2 separate regions of the Macaca mulatta genome follow, and region 1 is linked to region 2. The links are chromatin contacts, called in public Hi-C maps. All regions are on one chromosome and are shown on one strand. The core of a region is the stretch at or near the end of the contact, and the rest is flanking DNA. Distances in the headings are between cores, read along the strand shown.

Region 1 (3,189 bases), core at 285-2,784, 41 kb before region 2:
TACCCTTGGCAAAATGCCAGACACATAGAAAGGGCTCAATAAATTTGTAGTATGTGAAATGATAAAACTGACCGAAATTCATCCTTCTATATGTTTACAGTGTTACATGGAGCTACTGTGGCAAACCAGTTTCCATACTAATATATTTTACAAGTTGATTTAGATAAATGTATTTGACTCCCCCAAAAACTGTGAAAACAGTGCATGGAGAAGATAATCTGAAGAGGTTTTAATAGCTTGATATCGAAGTCACAACAAGTCATGAGTGAGAAATCAGGGGTATTCAACATACATCTCTGATGTTTGAGGGTAGCCAGACTTCCCCACCACAAAACATATTTAGGGCGGGAAAACACACTAGTCTGATCCCGTATGACACTGTTAATGTTCATTTTTTTTTTTTTTTTTTTTTTGAGAGAGTCTCACTCTTGACACCCAGGCTGGAGTGCAGTGGCGCGAGCTCAACTCACAGCAGGCCTCGACCTCCCAGGCTCAATCGATCCTCTCACCTCAGCCTTCCAAGTAGCTGGGATTACAGGAGCCTACCCCGTACCCGGCTAATTTTTGTATTTTTAGTAGAGACGGGGTTTCATCATCTTAGCCAGGATGGTCTCGAACTCCCGACCTAAGGTGATTCACCCACTTTGGCCTCCCAAAGTGCTGGGATTACAGGCGTGAGCCAAGGCGCCCGGCCTAATTTCCATTTTGAAAGCGCCGTTTACAATACTAATAGTTTTTGTACATTCCAGCTATTACTGGGCTCTTTACATGCATTTCCATTTCACTGACTCCAAACAAACTCTGTGACGAAGGTGCTCATTACCCCCGTTTCGGTTTTAGAGACCGAGCCCCAAAGAGATTTAGTGACTTTTCCAAGGTCAAACATTTTTAAAAATGGTAGAATCTGGGGGGAAAAAAAACCAAACAGGTTAATGCTTTTCTCTTGGCACAAAAAATACTTTTACTGTCCAAGCATTATTTTTTTATCTCAACTCCTCCCCATGCAGTCCTCAGCTTCCCGAGTTTGTGGCCCCATGGTACAAACCTATTTCCCGGATACCACCCATATTACATCTGCCTTTAAGTAACACGAGATGGGTCCTCATGCTCCCCTCAGAAGCTAACAGGACCTTCAGTGGGTGGGACTGTGGCCAGGGCGTGCGTCCTCAGTCCTTGCACATAAAGGCAAAGAGGAAAAATTAGACGACGGTAGGGACGACCTATTAACGTCTGCTTTTCCCTCTGCTAAATGGGAAGACAACAAAGGCCGCTCCACCTTTCACCTGACTGCCGCTCATCACGCACTTCAGCATGGCTACCACACGCTCTAAAAAGCAGGCCCGGAAGGCGCGCCTCAGCTCGACGGCCCAGGTGCCCGGATGTTGCCCGCGCTTTTCGAAGCTTCTCGATCTTGTCTCTGCACTCCACCACCCCGCCTCCACAAGTTCCCAAACTGCTTTACAGCGGGGAAGGGCCCGTGTGGGCCTCCGTACGGCAATTTCTGTCGCCCTCTGTGCTCATTGGTTGCGGTTAAGTAGGCGGGTCGCCGAGGAGCCTGAGGAAGAGGGCGGCGGCGGCGGTGGTGACTGAGCGGAGCCCGGTGACAGGATGGTGAGGGCTGCAGCTGTGGCGACAGAGGCCTGGCTCTCGGCTGGGGTGCTGCGTTGTTGGGAGCTGTGGGGAGTCCCAGGAGGAGGGATTGGGAAATCCCGGAGGCCTCGGCGTCAGGGCCTACGCGCTGGCCTGGGAAAGGCCCAGGAAGAGGGCTAGGGAAGGAAGGGAGCGGCCACCTCTGGGTGCGGCTGGCCTAGGTCTCGTATCCCGGCCCCAAGGGGCCAGAGGCCATCCAAAGAGTAAAAAGGCCCATCTAAGCTGCCCGACCTGTCACGAGACCCGCACTCCCGAGCCAGGGAAGGCCATTGATTCTATACCTCGAGTGTTCCGGGGATAGGGGCACGGTCCTCCTCTGTTTCCAGACGTTTCCTACTCCTTTCCCGCAAAAAAGCATCTCCCGCTGGTTGGGGTGTAGTGGTGGAAGCTGGCCTCTCGAATGCAGAACGGGAAGTAGCGAGCAGAATTTCGTACCCGTTTAAGTTTCCCATCTAGGGAAAGGGAATAAACGACCCTCTTCGCCCCTGAAATAACATCCAGCTGCCATTGAAATGAACAGGTGTGCGCTCAGAGGGCGGGATTTGGCGCTTGCAATTGCTGGAACTACTTCTTTCCACGGGTTGCTACGCCCCTTTAGGGTAGGATTCCTTAATGATGTGTGAACTCCTTGAAATTGTTAGGAAATTTTTATGAATATATACATTTTTTCTGGGGAGAATGCCGGTGTTGGAGACTTGCCTAGTCTCCAGCCACCTTCAAGCAATCACCCCTTCACCCCCAGTAGGTTGGTGCCCCTCAGACCTTCCTACATAAAAATTGGGGGCCTCTACTAGAGAGGCCTTATAGCTGTAATCGTATTTTTCTTCTTTTTTTTTTTTTTGAGATGGAGTCTCGCTCTGTCGCCCAGGCTGGAGTGCAGTGCCGCGATCTCGGCTCACTGCAACCTCTGCCGCCCAGATTAAAGCCTCAGCTCCTGCCTCAGTCTCCCGAGTAGCTGGGATTACAGGCGCCCACCACCATGCCCGGCTAAATTTTTGTATTTTTAGTAGAGACGGGGTTTCACCATGTTGGTCAGGCTGGTCTCTAACTCCCGACCTCAGGTGATCCACCCGCCTCGGCCTCCCAAAGTGCTGGGTTACAGGCGTGAGCCACCGTGCCCGGCCTGTAATCATATTTTCTTTTTTTTTCTTTTTTTTTTTTTTTTTTTGAGACGGAGTCTCGCTCTGTCGCCCAGGCTGGAGTGCAGTGGCGCGATCTCGGCTCACTGCAAGCTCCGCCTCCTGGGTTCACGCCATTCTCCTGCCTCAGCCTCCCGAGTAGCTGGGACTACAGGCGCCCACAACCGCGCCCGGCTAATTTTTTGTATTTTTAGTAGAGACGGGGTTTCACCGTGGTCTCGATCTCCTGACCTTGTGATCCGCCCGCCTCGGCCTCCCAAAGTGCTGGGATTACAGGCGTGAGCCACCGCGCCCGGCAATCATATTTTCAAAGGTGCCTTAAAAAGTCAGTTGTTTGAAATGGAGCTGTGATTATCTTCATATTTGTGTTGATGGAGGTTGGCTGTAAAGGGACGTCTAC
Region 2 (3,048 bases), core at 448-2,947:
CAGAGCGAGACTCCGTCTCAAAAACAAAAAAGGATGGCCACGGGTGCAACAGGGCACTGTGGGTTGTACTGAACGGCAAACATATCGCAGTTCTTGCTTTTAGGAAATAAAGGAGGGAGAGGAAGAGGAGGTAGAGTCTCCAGCAGTGACTTCAACAGCTCATTGTCTTCACTATCCAGGAAATAGGTGTAAAAACCTGCTCAAGACGAAATAGATTTGTGAAAAAAGGAACTTCAGTATGTGAAGAAAAATGTCAAGATCAGGGCACCTTGGATATTCAGTCATTGGTCTCACTGGCGATTAGAAACTCTCGTTTGAGGTCGGGCGCAATGGTTCACCCTGTAATCCCCGCACTTTGGGAGGCCGAGGCGGGCGGATCACTTGAGGTCAGAGGTTCGGCACAAGCTGGCCAACATGGTGAAACCGCGTCTCTACTAAAAATACAAAAATTAGCCGGGAGTGTTGGCAGGCGCCTGTAATCCCAGCTACTCGGGAGGCTGAGGTAGGAGAATCACTTGAACCCAGGAGGCTGAGGTTGCAGTGAGCCGAGATCGCACCACTGCACTCCAGCCTGGGCAACAGAGCGAGACTCTGTCTCACACTCAAAAAAAAAAAGAAAGAAAAGAAAAGAAAAAAAAGAAAACAAAAAGAAAGAAATCCCCGTTTGACAGAAAGGTGGCTCATGTCACAAGAGGGAAGGAACTAGTTTATGGGCCTGGACGCCCCCAGCTGAACTGGGGGACATCTTCCTCCTCTGTTCCCGCCGCCTCGCCTTTCGGTGGACACACCGTCCTGTGCCAGACAGCAAATGTCCCAGTAGGGCTCGCAGCGCCCCCTCGGGGCAGAGAGATGCACGCGGGCGACTGTCGCAGTCACCTCGTGGCCACTGCACCAAACGCTTCTCCGAGGCTTCCCTCAGAGGCCCTCCCTCAACCGCGAGGCAGTCCTCCCCTCTTCCCTCCCGTCCACAACACAACTGTTCCCCGCCTCTCACTTGAGGGCACCGGAGCCAGCCCGAGACGCACGGCCGGCCGCAGCCCTCCTCACGGGGCTCACGACCCGGGGGCCCCACGCTGCCACCCCTTGCCCCGGGGCCCCCAACCTCACCCGCCGCCGCCACCCTCGGTCCCGGCCACTGCGGGCGGCTCTGCAGAAGAGCTACGCTCCGTCCAGTCGGACCCAGGACCCTGGCCCGGCATCTCCGCGGCGCCGAGACCGCGAGCCGTGTGCGGGAGCAGCTGTCCCAGCGTCCCTTCCCTGACAGCACGCGTGCGTCAGGCGGCTGGTATTCCGGAGAGGCGGTTCAGATGCCGGCTTCTCGCCCCTCCGAAGCCGTTCGGACACTACCCGAAGAGCTTCGGGAGAGCGGGGCGGGCAGATCCGCGACCCCGGAGTTACGGTGGGGGAGGGGCAGGAGCGCTGCGGTAGCTGAGCGTTTGCACGTTTGCACCTCTGTGGAAGCAGTGCGTCACAGGAGGGAAATATACATGCTCCCCAAAACAAGAGGTGCTTTCCACTTCAGTATTCCAGATCCTCAACACATTTGCAAATCGCGAGGGTCACCATATAGGTCAAAAGTCTGCACGCAAACCACGGACCGAAGCACGCGGCTCAAGGATGCGGAGCTTTATCTGTTATCCGTTATTACCCAGGTATCCAAGCTTAGGCTGCATCCCAACGGCCGATTTCCAACAACTACTTCTGCGCACGCGCATACCATCTCCTTCACCCCTCCACTTTTGTCTCAGGATGCTTTTCTCACCGGATTTGGCCCGCGGGCTGTCCCGTAGAAGGAGGTGTGGTAGAAATGGAGACGTAGAAAGAATGTGGATTGCGATTGGTTCGCACTTCACTTTCCCGGAACTCAGTGGGCGTCGCGCGAAGGCTGAGGGAGTGTGGCGGGCGGCTCCGGGAGCCGACATGCCTCGGTATGCGCAGCTCGTCATGGGCCCCGCGGGCAGCGGGAAGGTGAGGATCTGAGGGGACAAGGAGAGAAAAGTAGGGGTTCATGGGAGGCGGGAGGTTGGATCCTGAGGGAGCGAGGCGGCGGGTATGTGTACTGGGAACCCTGAGACCCCACGCAACTCATTTATGCTGTCTGGCTTCATGTTTTTTGTTGTTGTTTTGAAAGGGAAATAATGGTAGTTGTTAATATTTATTGGATACTTAAGCCCCAGGCAGTAGATTAAACGCCTTGCTGATTTCTACAACAACCCTGTGAGAGAGATCTCATTCTCATTTTGCAGACAACGAGACACAGAAAGGTTAAGTTCTTTGCCCAGCAAAAAAATTTAAATCCAGTTTTGTCTAAACTCCAGAATCCGGCCCTGTTTCGCTCCCAGAAGGGTAAAGTGGGGTCTCGTTAATTACTGTTTCTCAGAACTTGGAACATGGACTTTTGGTATTTAAGGTGCTTTTAGGTGGTACATGGACCCAACATTAAGGAGCATCAGATCATGTATTGAGGAAATTGTTGCCTTTTCATTTCTCTTTCAGTTCTTCGCATTTAGGAGAAATTGTGCTCGGTGCTAGTGTGTATCTTCAGCACTTATTTAATCCTCAGGTCTTTTCAGAGAGCAGTTCTTAGTCTCAGAGCTTTTAATAGGCACTTGTATTTAGCTAAAATTAAGAACATTTAAAAGTTTTATATAATTTTATGTCTAACTTCACGTTATGTCAAATATAACTGGTTTTCAGTTTACAGTAGGGATAAAATTTTTTCTTGTAAACAAATATTAAGGAAATGTTAGGAACATTCAAATACAGTGGGAATGGTGAAGATATGGATCAAATAACAGATGTGTGGGAAACATAGCCAGGCGTGGTGGCTCACGCCTGTAATCCTATCACTTTGGGAGGTGGAGGTGGACGGATCGCCTGAGCCAGGAGTTTGGGACCAGCCTTGGCAATACGGGGAAACTCTTGTCTTTACAAAAAAATGCAAAAATTAGCCAGACCTGGTGGCAGGCACCTGTAGTCCCAGCTTCTTGGGAGGCTGAGGTGGGAGGATTACCTAAACCCAGGAGGTTGAGGCTGTGGTGAGTGGTG

The links. Hi-C and Micro-C count contacts between places; a contact is called where the count stands out from the background.
Region 1: a contact with region 2 is called in a Hi-C map of fetal cortical plate, with 1.7 times the contacts expected there. The contact joins the promoter of VPS29 here to the promoter of FAM216A in region 2. A contact is called at or near these places in 2 of 14 Hi-C or Micro-C datasets (cortical neurons and fetal cortical plate).

The regions. Positions count from the first base shown.
Region 1 is chr11:117,677,108-117,680,296 of T2T-MMU8v2.0, reverse strand. VPS29 (VPS29 retromer complex component) reads left to right here and starts at 1,534. Exons shown (of 4, transcript XM_077955088.1): 1 at 1,534-1,611. RAD9B (RAD9 checkpoint clamp component B) reads right to left here and starts at 1,460. Exons shown (of 12, transcript XR_013401392.1): 1 at 1,277-1,460.
Region 2 is chr11:117,636,111-117,639,158 of T2T-MMU8v2.0, reverse strand. It overlaps FAM216A (family with sequence similarity 216 member A), which reads right to left and starts at 1,697. Exons shown (of 6, transcript XM_077955085.1): 1 at 1,108-1,697. The coding sequence starts at 1,199. GPN3 (GPN-loop GTPase 3) reads left to right here and starts at 1,430. Exons shown (of 8, transcript XM_002798775.4): 1 at 1,430-1,652. The coding sequence starts at 1,488.